3 separate regions of the Sus scrofa genome follow, and regions 1 and 3 are each linked to region 2. Evidence: chromatin contacts called from public HiChIP or PLAC-seq data. All regions are on one chromosome and are shown on one strand. The core of a region is the stretch at or near the end of the contact, and the rest is flanking DNA. Distances in the headings are between cores, read along the strand shown.

What was found. HiChIP or PLAC-seq counts read pairs in DNA pulled down with a chosen protein or histone mark.
Region 1: an H3K27ac HiChIP or PLAC-seq map of skeletal muscle shows a contact between it and region 2. The contact joins two enhancer-like sites. A contact is called at or near these places in 3 of 47 Hi-C or Micro-C datasets (psoas muscle and skeletal muscle) and 1 of 2 datasets of contacts at active chromatin or transcription factors (skeletal muscle).
Region 3: an H3K27ac HiChIP or PLAC-seq map of skeletal muscle shows a contact between it and region 2. The contact joins two enhancer-like sites. A contact is called at or near these places in 9 of 47 Hi-C or Micro-C datasets (embryonic fibroblasts, epiblast stem cells, heart right ventricle and 4 more) and 1 of 2 datasets of contacts at active chromatin or transcription factors (skeletal muscle).

What each region holds. Positions count from the first base shown.
Region 1 is chr17:51,374,545-51,378,816 of Sscrofa11.1, reverse strand. No RefSeq gene overlaps it. Among named protein-coding and RNA genes, the nearest start is that of SLC9A8, 25 kb to the left of the region's middle. Within about 2 kb of position 2,151, at least 13 of the 83 cell types and tissues checked have an H3K27ac peak or open chromatin away from gene starts, as enhancers often do. A contact at or near this core is called in skeletal muscle, where this site is marked.
Region 2 is chr17:51,014,108-51,018,773 of Sscrofa11.1, reverse strand. It overlaps LOC106506050 (a long non-coding RNA gene), which reads left to right. Exons shown (of 3, transcript XR_002339902.1): 2 at 4,281-4,371. Among named protein-coding and RNA genes, the nearest start is that of ZNFX1, 58 kb to the right of the region's middle. Within about 2 kb of position 2,228, at least 4 of the 83 cell types and tissues checked have an H3K27ac peak or open chromatin away from gene starts, as enhancers often do. A contact at or near this core is called in skeletal muscle, where this site is marked.
Region 3 is chr17:51,458,655-51,463,648 of Sscrofa11.1, reverse strand. It overlaps SLC9A8 (sodium/hydrogen exchanger 8), which reads right to left. Exons shown (of 17, transcript XR_002340027.1): 11 at 3,860-3,976; 12 at 1,657-1,739. Among named protein-coding and RNA genes, the nearest start is that of IL29, 24 kb to the left of the region's middle. Within about 2 kb of position 2,113, at least 17 of the 83 cell types and tissues checked have an H3K27ac peak or open chromatin away from gene starts, as enhancers often do. A contact at or near this core is called in skeletal muscle, where this site is marked.

The DNA of each region.
Region 1 (4,272 bases), core at 902-3,401, 360 kb before region 2:
GGGAAATCGGGATGCTATTACAAGGGGATGGGGAATTGGGTCCTGAGTAGGTAAAGCCAAGAGGACATTTGTAACTCCCCCCTGTAGATGAGAAAGAGCACACCAGATGAGGTAAGGGACTTGCCCAACCTTATTCAGTTAAGACAGCAGCAGACTAACTTCCTATCTTATCCCAGCATCTTTCCTCCAGAGGCTGGTGGCCTCTCTCTCTCAATAAACAGGGTTGGTTTATCCAATGCACACTCATTAGAGTTCTCCTGCTCTAGCTTCTTTCCTCGCTCCATCACCTGTGTGACTCTAATACATGTCCTCCTGCGTTTGTTAAATACATGTCTGAACCCCCATTTCCCAGGCAGAGAAACTGAGAGTTTAAAATTTTAGGGGTTGGGAAGCTCTTTCTGTAAAGGGTGAAATAGTAAATATTTTAGACTTTGCAGGCCACCTAAGGTCTCTGTTGCCTGTTCCTCTCGTTGTCCTCCTCCTTGCTTCAGCCCTTTAAAAATGTTAAAACCGTTTTCAGCTGCAAGGGCCATCAGGCCACAGTGTGCCAATCCTGGTAGAATGGAAGAACAGAAGATTTGCTGTCCCAGGGGGTGGACTCTGGTGCTGATCTAGAGCAGATCCCTTTGTCCCTGAGCCTCAGTCCCTCAACCATAAAGGAGAGACCCGCCCCCCCCCCCCCCGTCTTGAGGCTGATTGGAGAAATAAAGATTATGAATAATAAAGTGCTGTATATGAGAGTACAAACTAGAGACCCAAAGTAACCTTGGCTTACTAAGGGAAAAATTGTTTTTGTAATTGAAATAAAATATACATAAAAAGGACCCAGAAGTGGGTCCAGGGGGTATATAGGAGGGGAGCTTCCCATTGGCTGTAACTTAGTCACATTTTTCCACCTCGCTTCAAAGAAGCCTGGGATATGTGGTAAAGCTGTGGGAAGCTGTGGGTCCAGCTAAAAATCAGGCATTCTCTCACTAGGAAAGAGGAGGCAGGAACAGATATTAGAGGGATTATTCATAATCTTTGCCCAAAGCATCTGCTTCAGAGAGGTTCTACAAAAGATAACTGCTATTGTTGTCTCTTCTTTGAAAAAACCAGTAGGTATATTTGAAAGATGCACGTAAATACTGGATGTGGATATCACCCTGCATTGAACTTTGGAATCAGTGCAATAGGGCTTAAGTCTCTATTTTCATGCCTTTCTAGGCTGTGTGACCCTGAATAAGTTACTTAACCTCTCTGAATCCTGCTTTCATCATCTGTCAAGCAGGGATAAAGACATATGACTCATGCAGGGGCTGGGAAAATCAATGAACATAAAGCTCAAGCACAATGTCCAGCCCAAAGGGGGTTCTCAATAAATGGTCATTTTATTGATAAGACATGTGTATGATAGATAAGAACATGAGCTCATAGATCAGACAGACCTGGGTTCAAACGCAGACTCTTAATTCCTAGGTGGGCAAACTATTTAACCTCTCTGTGCCTCATTCACCTCATCTGTGAAATGGGAGCAATAACAATTCCAGCCTCCTGGATGGGCTTCAGGCTCCAAGGAATTGCTGACATATTGAAACCAGCAGCAAGGTGAGTTATTACTAGGTTCACTTTCCTATTTAGAGTTTGTGGAAGAAGAGGCAAGTTTCAAAAGCCTGTTCCTGCAAACATAATCTGCAAAGAAGTCATAACGTGAAATAATTAATGCTGTATTATGCCAGCAATAAAGTTCGACAACAGGCAAAAATAATCATTAGGGTTGGAAATCAGGGTGATAGTTACCATGCTGGTGGCAACAGAGACTGGAGGGGGCTTCTAGGGGCCTGGAAGTGTTCCTTGATCTGGGGGCTGGTTATCCTAGTGTGGTGCCTTTGTGAAATTTTATTGAGTTGTCACTTGTGTGTGTGCTTTTCTATATGTATGTTACACTTCAATGAAAAGTTTCCTCCGAAAAATATTTGTGGTCTTTTAGAAGACAGCAGCGGCTGCGGGGGGCAAGAGGCACAGGTGGAGGCATCCTTCCTGGCCAGTCACCACAGTTTCTGTTTCGGCTCGAGTTACTGGCATCAGCTTCCCCTCTAAATGCTCAACTTGGCCTCTACCCCTGGAGCCTCTGGCCACAAAGTTCCCCTTCCCCTGTGATGTGGCCTGATTACCACATCCGGGTCAGTCTGGTGCCAGCCAGCCTGACTGCCCATGTTATCAGCTCTTGGACTGTGGGAGAGACTTGTTTGGACAGGGAAATGTCAATAAGTTACCAGGAATGGTGGCCTTATTGCATTGATCATACAAGTGGCATTGGAGGTGCTCGTTCTTTATTTCATTAATCCAAACACTTGGGGGGGGGCACCCACTATGTATGTAGTTCTAGACAAGGTTTGTGGTTGGTACAAAGATGTTTCATTCTTGCATGCAATAAATATTTATTGAGCACCTACCAGGTACTGTGCTAGGTACTAGGGATGCCCCTGTGTGGAAAACAGACATGATCCCTGCCTTCCTGGAGCTGACTTAATAGTGGCAGGAGATAGACAACCAATAAATTAATATACAGCATGTTAGATGGTGATGAACGAAAAATTACGCAGAGATGCTGAGCCATGGCTAATGACTGGATGTGAGGGGTGAGAGATAGAAAGGAATCCAAGATGGTGCTCAGGATTTTGGCTCGAGCAAATAGAAGGCTGAAGGAGACATTAACTAAGATGGTAAGAAGACAGAGCACCTTGGGTGGGGAGAAAGTTCGGAGCTGGATTTTGGGCATGTTCATTTTGAGATGGCTGTTAGATCTCTAAGTGGAGATGGGGAAGAGGCAGATGAAGATCTGATCCTGAAGTTCAGGACAGAGGTCTTGGGCCAAAGACATCCATTCAAGGATGTTAGTGCTTAGACGGTATCTCAAGGCAGGAGACTAGATGGGACAAGGTTTCTGAGGACTGAGCTGTGGGGCACATGCAACACAATCAAGGTCAGAGAGACAGGAGAAAACCAGCATAGGAGGCTGAGCAGGAGCAACCATCATTAAAATAAAAATGACTCCTCATTATTAAAATAATAGCCACTTGGAATTCCCGTCGTGGCACAGTGGTTAAGGAATCCGACTAGGAGCCGTGAGGTTGTGGGTTCAACCCCTGGCTTTGCTCAGTGGGTTAAGGATCTGGCGTTGCCATGAGCTGTGGTGTAGGTCACAGACGCGGCTCAGATCCTGCATTGCTGGGGCTGTGGCGTAGGCCGGTGGCTACAGCTCTGATTAGACCCCTAGCCTGGGAACTTCCATGTGCCGCGGGAAGCGGCCCTAGAAAAGACAAAAATAAATAAATAAAATAAAATAATAGCCACCCTTGGAAAAGATTGTGTCAAGGTGGAATGCAATCCAACACACATTTTTACAAAAACAAACAAACAAAACCCCCCAAAATCCCAGGTGCAGCTCTGCATCTACTTATGTTAGTAAAAATATATGTTTTAAAATCATCATAAATTGATTCAGGCAAAAATCATTAACGAATGCTAATCTGAAGAAATTTATGAGGAACAAACGATTCCATTGTCTTCACATGGCCCCTAGTAGATTACTTATAAGTTTCGAGGAGAACTGGTATACCTTCACCAGGAAATCAAAATCTCCATCACCAAGGAGAGGCGGATGACATCACGGCTGTCCAAACGTGATGCCCTGAGAAAGATGCAACATCACTTAAGTCATGTTTCAGCCAGGGATGCATAGCATGAAACAAACTGGGGCAGACTGTATTTTCCAGGTCACACCATTTATATCCCATCCCAAATGCTTTTCTAATGAGATGACATTGATATGTCTCTTCTGGAGGTAGGCTCCCTGTTCTTTGTCCTTGAACCTGGGCAGAACATTGTACCTTCTTCAACTAATAGAATGCAGTGAATGTGCCGTGCATGACCTTCAAGGCTGGATCATAAAAGGCAGCAGGACTTCTTCCGTTTATACTTAGCCTTCCCTTCATCACTAAGGAAGCTCAGTGCACATGGAGAGGCCTGTTGTCAGTGTTCTGACTAATGGCCCCAGCTAAACTCCAGCCAGCAGGCAGTGTCAACTGCCAGATATATGAGTGAATGAGCCTTCAGATATTTCAGCTCCTGGCCTTTCAGTTTCCAGCAGAGGGCCCAGATATAAGCAGGCAGATCTCAAATGGGGAACCTTCTATGCAATAACTAATCTGTTTTCTTCAAAAACATTAATGTCATAAAAGACAGGGAAAAGCTAAGGAATCATTCCAAATTAAAGCAAAGAGACAACGA
Region 2 (4,666 bases), core at 979-3,478:
GTTATTTGTGGCTGTGGTAGCTCTCCAATTCAACCCCTAGCCTGAGAACCTCCATATGCTGCGGGTGCAGCCCTTAAAAAAAAAAACACCCAGCTAGGAGGGACTCCAAAAATATACACCTGAGGGCCTGGGCACTCTTAGAGGCTGCCTGGGAAAATGGCAGCTAAACACATAAGATGATTTCTACGTAAAACAGCCTCCTTCGGCCAAAACAAGGGTGGAGCAGAGGCAAAGAAAGCCTGCTTCTAGGGAACCTGGCCTGGATGTGGGTCAGGCAGCCCCCCGCTGGCCTCCTGACCGGTCAGCACCTCTTTTCCCTCCCCTGCCCCAGCTCCTTGCTCCAGACGGACACACACAGGTGCTGCTGAAATGCCTGCCCAGTGACTCATTCACACTCCCAGAGACAGGGAACAGACAGTGATTCCCAGGAGTGCCCAGAGTCCTGATTTAGGAAGGAGGATTGAGTAGCAGGAACATGTGGGCCAGTCCCTGGGCCAGCCCCAAGGACAGTGGAAAGGTACACCCCTCCCCCAGCTCCATCCTGGGGAGCGCCTAGATCCAAAGGCAGGGACAGCTGAGCCAGTGCACTAGATGGAGGAGCAGGAGTGAGCCAGGACTCCCCCCACCGTTCTTGATTCACTGCAGCCCTGCTTCCCCAAGTGAGGGACTCATAAATGAGATGATTTCACACGAACCCAGGCCGGGACATTAAATAACTGGCTACAGAATGGATGAACCTTGAAAATATTACACTGAGTGAAAGAAGCCAGATACGAAATACCATTTGTATGATTCCATTTATACGAAATGCTCAGAATAGGCAAATCCATAGAAACAGAAAGTAGACCAGTGGCTACTTGGGGCTGGAGGGGTCTGATGAATGGGGAGTGATTGCTACTGGGTATGAGATTTCTTCTGGGGGGGGGGGACACAAGGTGTCCTAAAATTAGATCAAGTTATAGGATGGTGTGAACTTGCTACAAAGTTACACTTTGCGTGAATGGTATGGTATGTGAATTCTATCTCAATAAAGTGTTAATATGTGTATTAATAACAGCTGACTCCCAAGGGGAGAAAATCTGCTCCTTGTCAAGTCCCTCATAATCCTTCTGGTTTGTGGAGGACTTTGTCTCCTATAGATACTCTTGCCTCTTCACTCCCTCTCCAGCACGAGCTACTTTCTTGTTTGAAAAAGAAGCAGACTTGGAGTTCCCGTCGTGGCTCGGTGGTTAACGAACCCGACTAAGAACCATGAGGTTGCGGGTTTGATCCCTGGCCTTGCTCAGTGGGTTAAGGATCCAGCATTGCTATGAGCTGTGCTGTAGGTTGCAGATGCGGCTCGGATCCCGTGTTGCTGTGGCTCTGGCGTAGGCCAGCGGCTACATCTCCGATTGGACCCCTAGCCTGGGAACCTCCATATGCCGCGAGTGCGGCCCTAGAAAAGGCAAAAAGACAAAAAAAAAAAAAAAAAAGAAAGAAAAGAAAAAAGAGAAAAAAAGAAAAAGAAGCGGACTTCATGCTCAGCTCCTTAGGTAACACCACTTCACCAGACCTGTTTGCTTTCCATTGTGTTTGTTTTCCTGATTGTCTTCTAATTGCGGGGGCTGATCATTCACCTGTTCATTTAATTTATTCAACAAATATTTGTTGAGCATTATGCTGTGCCAGGCACTAGTCTAGGCATAGCAGACACAGCAGAGGAAACGACCAAAACGCCTTGCCCTTGTGCAGCTGGTGTCCTGCTAATGCAGACAATCTTAGCAGCAGGTGGTGCTCATGGGTTTTCAATCTCCTGCTTGGCCACTCATTAGCTGTGTGCCCTGGGACAAGTGACTTCACCTCTCTGTGCCTCAGCTTCCTCACGTGTCAAGTGGGGATAATCATTGCACCTAACTCAGGATTCAGGGAGTCAACGTGTGTAAAGGACCAGAACAGTGCCTGGCATATTGTAGGTGCTTCATGTTCACTACTATTATTTATTTTCATTTCTAGTTGTGATTTAAAAATCTTTCTCTTTATACGCATATATTTAAGTATAGGCTGCCTTTTAAAATAAATTTGAATAAAAAAAGGGAAGGGTGGAGAGCCCAAAAAATGGTACAGGTAAGGAAAAGAGGGCAAAAAAGCGAGGCGAGTGTATTTATGAGATGAAATTTGATAAGTCCTGAACTAGAGGAGATGGGGGGAGGGCAGTGACTCAGCTGGCACCCAGTGGAAACATAAAACTGTTTTCAGTGTCAGCATAAGGACAAGGCTTGTTCCTCAGTCTACAACTTGCAGATTTCTCCCCCACTCCCTCCCTCATCCTGCGGGATCCCAGGCCCTGGGGGTTGGCATGCCCCCCCAATACTTTAGACAGAGGGGTCCTGGAGCATAGGGGACCTCCGCTGCTAGATGAAGACAAGGCGGTGGACCTCAGGGCAGGAACAGTGCCGGAGCTGCCCAAGCCTCTCCCAGGTCCCTCGGCACCGGGGGTGGCCGGCCGCTTGCCACAGCAACAGCTGGTGCCTGCAAGACACGGGGCTGGTTCAGTGGCAGCGTGACTCTCCTGGGCGCCAGGGATATTTGCTTTCCAGGGCCTCTTTTCCATGCAAAAATATTTTACATCGGAGTTTACAGCTGTATTGTGTAAAGATAAATATAATCTGGACTGGAGTTCCCATCGTGGCAGAGCCAAACTGTGCTAAGAACCAACTAGGAACCATGAGGTTGCAAGCTTGATCCCAGGCCTCAATCATTGGGTTAAGGATCCAGCATTGCTGTGACCTATGGTGTAGGTCGCAGATGCAGCTCAGATCTGGCGTGGCTGTGGCTGTAGTATAGGCCGGCAGCTGTAGCTCCGATTGGACCCCTGGCCTGGGAACTGCCATATGCCATGAGTGGGGTCCCAAAAAAGCAAAAAAAAAATTATATATGTGTGTGTGTGTATATATGTACATATATATAAAAAATCTGGATTGGATTCAGTATCAGATCTTCATCATCATTATATCTTATTACTTCTGATTTTAAGGGGCTAAAGTAAAGCACTTTTGAGGACCCTAAAAGTGTGTGGGCACTGGGCCCCGTGTCTGCTGTGCCTGATGGGAAGTTGGCCCTGGGTTGCCCAGAACCGCTGATCCTAGGGGCCACACAGGGCAACCCAGACTCAGCTCGTAGGGCCTGGCAAAGTGGCACTTTTGCGTCCTTCCTGGGCACACCAGGGAAGCTGCTTAACCCCCTGGACCCCTTCTCCCTCCTGTTGGGAGGCAAGACAGTGGAGTGATTAAGAACACAGATTCTGGGAGTTCCCTCCCTGGCTCCCTAGTTAAACCCAATTAGGATCCATGAGGATGTGGGTTTGATCCCTGACCTCGCTCAGTGGGTTAAGGATCCAGCATTGCCATGAGCTGTGGGGTAGGTTGCAGACACAGCTGGGATCTGGCGTAGGCCAGCAGCTGTAGCTCTGATCCGACTCCTAGCCTGGGAACTTCCACATGCCGCCGATGTGGCCCTAAAAAGACAAAAAAGACACACACAGGAGTTCCCGTCGTGGCGCAGTGGTTAACGAATCCGACTAGGAACCATGAGGTTGCGGGTTCGGTCCCTGCCCTTGCTCAGTGGGTTAATGATCCGGCGTTGCCGTGAGCTGTGCTGTAGGTTGCAGATGCGGCTCGGATCCCGCGTTGCTGTGGCTCTGACGTAGGCCAGTGGCTACAGCTCCGATTCGACCCCTAGCCTGGGAACCTCCATATGCCGCGGGAGCGGCCCAAGAAATAGCAACAACAATGACAACAATAACAACAAAAAAAGACAAAAAGACAAAAAAAAAAGACACACACACAAGAAGATCTGCTATTGTCACTGCTGTGGCTCAGATTTGATGCCTGGCCTGGGAGCTTCCACATGCCTCAGGTGCTGTGCATCTCCCCCCCAACCAAAAAAAAGAGGAGTTCCTGCTGTGGCCTAATGGGATCTGAGGTGTCTCTGCAGCATCAGGGCATGGGTTTGATCCCCCACCACCACCCGAGGCACAGTGGGTTAAAGGATCCATCATTGCCACCCCTGCAGTGTATGTCACAGCTGCAACTTGGATCTGATCCCTGAACTCTGTATGCTGCGGGGCAGCCAAAAAAGAACACGGGTTCTGGAACTGGGGGGATTCATGCCCCAACTCCTGGGAGCCTCAGGTCCTTTAACGACAAAAGGAACCATACTCTGCGCCCCTCTGGCGTGCTGGGAGGGTTCAGTGAGATGCAGCGCATAAAGATGATCATGACAATAATGGCTAATCCTTTCAGCAACCAGAATGAACGATCCACGGCTACGGGGCAGCCACGTCGATGAAACGTGTGAACCTCGTGTCGAGCAAAAGAAGCCGAGTTCCAAAAGGTACGTGCTGCATGATCTCATTGACGTGATGATTGATGGGGAGGGGCAGACAAAATTGAACTGCAGGACCTACACGCAGGTGAGGAAGGCTATAAAGAAAACTGTACAGTGGATTTACCATGAAAGTCGGGACGGTGGTTTCCTCTATGGGGAGGGGGAACCTGGGGGGCTCGCGGGGTTCTGTTCCTTGCCTGGGTGGTGACGGCTGAGGTGGGTCCTCTTTGCAAACATTCGTTAACCCGTTCATATACGTTTTCGCGAATTCTCCCTAGGTATAAGTCACATCTTGTAAAAA
Region 3 (4,994 bases), core at 864-3,363, 440 kb before region 2:
GGGGAAGCAGTTACTACCCCAGGCATCCGCCTTTTTTTTCCTTCCTCCCAGCCCATGGCCGAGATAGTCACCTCCCTGTTTCACCCACTGAAATCCAACCCTCTGTTCCTACGCTTGTGTTTCAAGTTTGACCAAATGTGGCCCCTTTCACCCAGTGAGCACACTAAAGGCTACTATACTTGCTGCAAAAGACTTTTGCTGCTGTTCTTTTGTCCTGAAACCTGAGTGTGGAGAACAGATAACAGTGACAAGAGCAATGAGCTCGTGCCAACTAAGGCAGAAGCACCCAGACTGCAAGGGGAAACATCTTTTTCCTTAGGGTTCCTTATCTTCTCTGCCTCAGGTTCCCGATATACCAAGTAGGTTTGGCACATGGTAGGTGACAGTGATTCGAAAAATCTGCCTCTCAAGAGCTGCATTTTGTTAGGCAGAGTTGGCAGTAATAGAAGTTAACTGAAGATGAATTATGACAGCTCAACAACAAGGTGTTGTTCAGGCATTAACAAGTGCCTGAAGTTAATGGAGAGGCTAAAAAACAGCAAAGAGATCAAACCAGGGATGGGAACAGATGGTGGAAACCATTCCCATCACTGACCAGCTGCCTGCGGGAGTTGGGCCTTTCTTTTATTTATTTATTTATTTATTTATTTATTTATCTATTTCTTTGGGCCGCTTCTGCGGCATATGGAGGTTCCCAGGCTAGGGGTCTAATCGGAGCTACAGCCGCTGGCCTACGCCAGAGCCACAGCAACTCGGGACCCGAGCCTCGGCTGCAACCTACACCACAGCTCACGGCAACGCCGGGTCCTTAACCCACTGAGCAAGGGCAGGGACCAAACCCGCAACCTCATGGCTCCTAGTCGGATTCGTTAACCACTGCGCCACGATGGGAACTCCTGGGCCTTTCTTTTAAATCCTAAACATTTTCTTCCCTCCCACCCTATTCCCCAACCCATTTGCAAGATCTGATTTTACTGTAAACGATTACACTTCTATTATCCTTTTTTAAAGGTATATTTTAATTTGTCTCCTTATGCCCCCCCCCCACAGTTATAACACTGTCCCCCAAACCGTCTTGATGGTAAGAAGCACCTGGGATGATTCCTCTGGATAAACCTCCAGGAGGAAATGGCCTCATAATCTTTATCTGGAACAAGTGTCCAAAGTCATGCTTATAAATGGATACATTTGAAGAAAAGTATAGTAAGACTCAGGTATAGTCATTATAATTATCCAGCAAAAGAGGAAAAGAAAAAGAAATCATCCCCAGTTCTACAACCACCATAAACAGCCTGATTTTCCTACATATTTTCTTTTTTCTGTGTGTGCTGTTTTTATCAATTAGACATTCAATTCTGAAATCTGCTTTTACCACCTCACATAAAAGCTGGTAATTTTAAAAGAAGACTATAATAATTAAAGGCCATTTAAAATTTAAAACCAAGCAAAAATCCTTTTCTGGGGGTATTTATTTACTTAATTCCATCCCTTTCTATTTATTGTATGTTCATGATTTTTTTTAACAAAAGAAACTGTAAACAGTTGCCTATGTAGCTGTTGACTTCAAGCAGTTAACAGTTACATAAATGAATCTAGAATGTGTGGTTACGGATCTACAAATAAGTAATTAAAATGAAAAACAAGGAAAATACTTACTATGCACCAGATGACAAAGGAAATTTCAAACTTGTGAGGGAAACTAAAAATGGACAGGCCAAGAAATGCAAACACACATGTTTCTGAAACAAACCAAAGAATGGATTATTCAGCCTCAACTATTTTCTTCCAGTATAGTATGGAATTGTAATGCAATCAAACATTCAGAAGTAAATCAGCACCCAGTATAACACTGCTTATTTTCTGGAAAATCCTGCAAACAGTACCTTGGTCAAACTTAAACTCTGATTCTCATTCTTCTCTATCACACAAGCAACATGTGCTCGCTATTCAGAGTCTCCTAACGTAATGAGCCAGCTGTCAAATACCCACGGAAATAAATACTCCCCCATCCGGGGATGATTATAAATATATGAATCTGCCCATTTGCTGAACACTGTGATTAGCAAGGATTCGACTGCGGCAAAGTGGCAAAAATTCAGAGCAAATGACTGCAGACACCACGTGACCAGTGTGAAAGGCTCTTTGTTAACTTCTTGCCAGAGCAGGCAGGCAGGCCGGGCCAAATGATTGACCTCACATATTTAATGCTGCCACAAAGTTTAGAAGACACCCGGCAAGATACGCAGGAAGAGCTACATTTCCAACTCTTGGCTGCACTCCAGGAGTCAAAAAGATCTGACATTTACTTTTGCTGTACCAGCAGTCACTTGGGTATCCCAGGAAAAAACGCCATGTATGTTTCTAGCACAGGCTCCCTGCTTAGACTGGGAATGCTCCGGAGAGAGAAGCTCTGTTTTCAAAAGGTGAACATCATAAAACAACATGGTCACTTTTAAACACTTCAGCAAGGTTTTTTTCTTCAAATGTGTATCCTTTTAGAACAAGTCCACAAACTAGATCGTATATTCACCCTTCTCCTTGAATATTTTTCTCATCGAACATTTTTTGTCATCTTTCTAAAGCAGCTCATTTAGAAAACATTCAGATCTACTTTATACTCTTCCCTGGCAGCGTAAATACCATTACGGCACGGTTAATTTAATGAACCCTTGATGAATAGTTAGATTGTTTCTATTTCTAATATTACAACACCCCTGTGCACAGGCTAAATTCCTGATGGTAGAATCACTACGTCAACGAGCATGTGCCTTCTAAGTTCACCCGGATGCTGCAAATGACTCTCCAAAAAAGAGGGCATCAATGTACATGCCAGTCCACAGGGCCTGTTTTCCACATACTTTGGCCTGAAGTAGGCCATCATCAAACTTAGAAACTGATGGGTACAAAAGAGAATTGGATGGATGTTTTATGTCATACTTCGTTATGGTAAGAGAGTCAGGGTCTTTAGCCATGGCTTTCTGGGAGGGGTGCTGTGGAAACAGTACCTACTAGACCAGGAAGAGATTGACCAGCTTCCAGACTCACTTCTTAGCCACGAGACTGTGTGCAAATCATCTGACCTTTTGGCACCTGAGCCTCCTAAGTCTCTGCACAGCCTGGCCCTGACTCCTAGCACGTGACAGTGTAGAACTTGTGCTTCAACATAAGCTGGCCCATGGAAACGCCAGGGAGGTGCTGATGAGGGCAGAGCCACTTAGGGGCCATTGGGACAGCAGTTCCTCCACTCCCAGGTATAAACGAGGAGGAGGTACATGGGTCCATCAGAGTGTGCTGCTTAAATGAAACAGTCATCACAGTGTCAGCCCAGCCCAACAATGACACCTCTCATGCAGGATCTGCCCGAGACACGTCCTTTAAGATGCTCTTATGAAAAGGGTGCTGTGGGCAGGTTTGGGAAATGCTGTAACCCCGTCCTCCTCTTAGAAATTCACAACACATGTTAGCTGCAGAGTCTTACAGTTCAACTTTACCCCAGGATTCCCCAAATCCTTTTCTGACTATGGAGTCTTTTTTTTTACCTAACTCTCATCAATCTAGTTCCACGGAATGCATTTTTGGAAATGCCACTTTAATATATTGCAAATACATGACTCTCATATATTCATAACCAGCAGTTCTTACTATTTTTGGTATTAAATTATAGGCATCATAAGTTCCATTTACTAGGTATTAGCTTTACTTTATGGACTGTGAAAGTCAGAGTAACAAATGAAAGATAAGGGGGTGCGGTATTTGGCCCTGAGGAATTCTGCTGCCTCTTCTTCTGCCGGGGAAAGTCTCAACGGGCTCCTAGAACAGGGTGGGAAGAACAGTCAGCTCTGGGGAGGGCAGGACTCACCACACAGGAAGGCCACCGTCCGGAGGGTTTGCTGCATGAGGATCTGGGTGACCGGGGACAGGTTATGGTGTGTGTAGTGAGACATCACAATGCCTGAGAACAGGATGGCCATGATGCCTAGAGAGGGACAAAGGGGCAGAGTGCACAGACGTGAACAGAGCAGAAAAGCACTGGCCCTGCGACAGTACCCGAGGCCCCCAAGAGGCTGCAGAGAAATGCTAAGGGCCTTTCTCTCTGGCAGCTTCATTACTGACTGGGTGACTCTGGGCCACGTTTCTTCCCTCTCCAAGCCTCCATCTTCTCATCTGTACAGTGGGCTAATGGCATCTGTTTATGGAACCACAAGGAAGGTAATGAAGTTAGGCCATGAAAAGTGCCCATCACAGGACCAGGGCAGAACAGGTGTGAGCTGTCACTGTCATTCATGGATATGGGGCAGAGGGGGCAGATGAACTACCCTTGGGGCAAAAGGAAACATAAGAATCTGGGCATGGAGAACAGGTGGACTTTGATTTATGTTTTTGTACTTTAATTTTGAATTTTCCCATGATCACCATGAATTAACTTCATAATATGACAAGAGAGATGTGTTATTAAAAGGGTGATGTGCCTGTTCTTTAAAGCTCTCCCTGAGAGAGTCTACAACTTCTGCTGTGTAGTCAGGATCAGTCTCAACCTCTGCCCACTGCCCCAGTCACCGCTGAAGCCGTTTATATTTCCTCAGTGTCTCCTGGCCAGGCAGCAAAGTGGGCTTTGTTGCATGTAAGGAAGCTGAGATTTTTTTACAAAGTCATTAAACAAGCTGCCAAGATACATGAATTCCAAGTCAAATTTTATGAGCAAAAATTCAACTCACTTCCACCATTCTGTAGAAACAGATTATTGGCTAACTTTCCACTTAGAAAGGAGTGAAAATCACAGAATTGCATTGGAGATGTTTCAATTGCTAAGCTTGCTGTATAAACATACCTTACAAAATATAGGAAAACCCTACTCGTTTTGTGGTGCCCAATAGGTACTCGCTGGCCGGAGAGAGCAGTAGCTGGACCATTTCAACTCCTAGTCCTCTTAGGAAAGAGCAAATTCCTTTGCTCTTTCATTTTTTCCCACAAAGGGGGCTAGACAGGGAAATTCC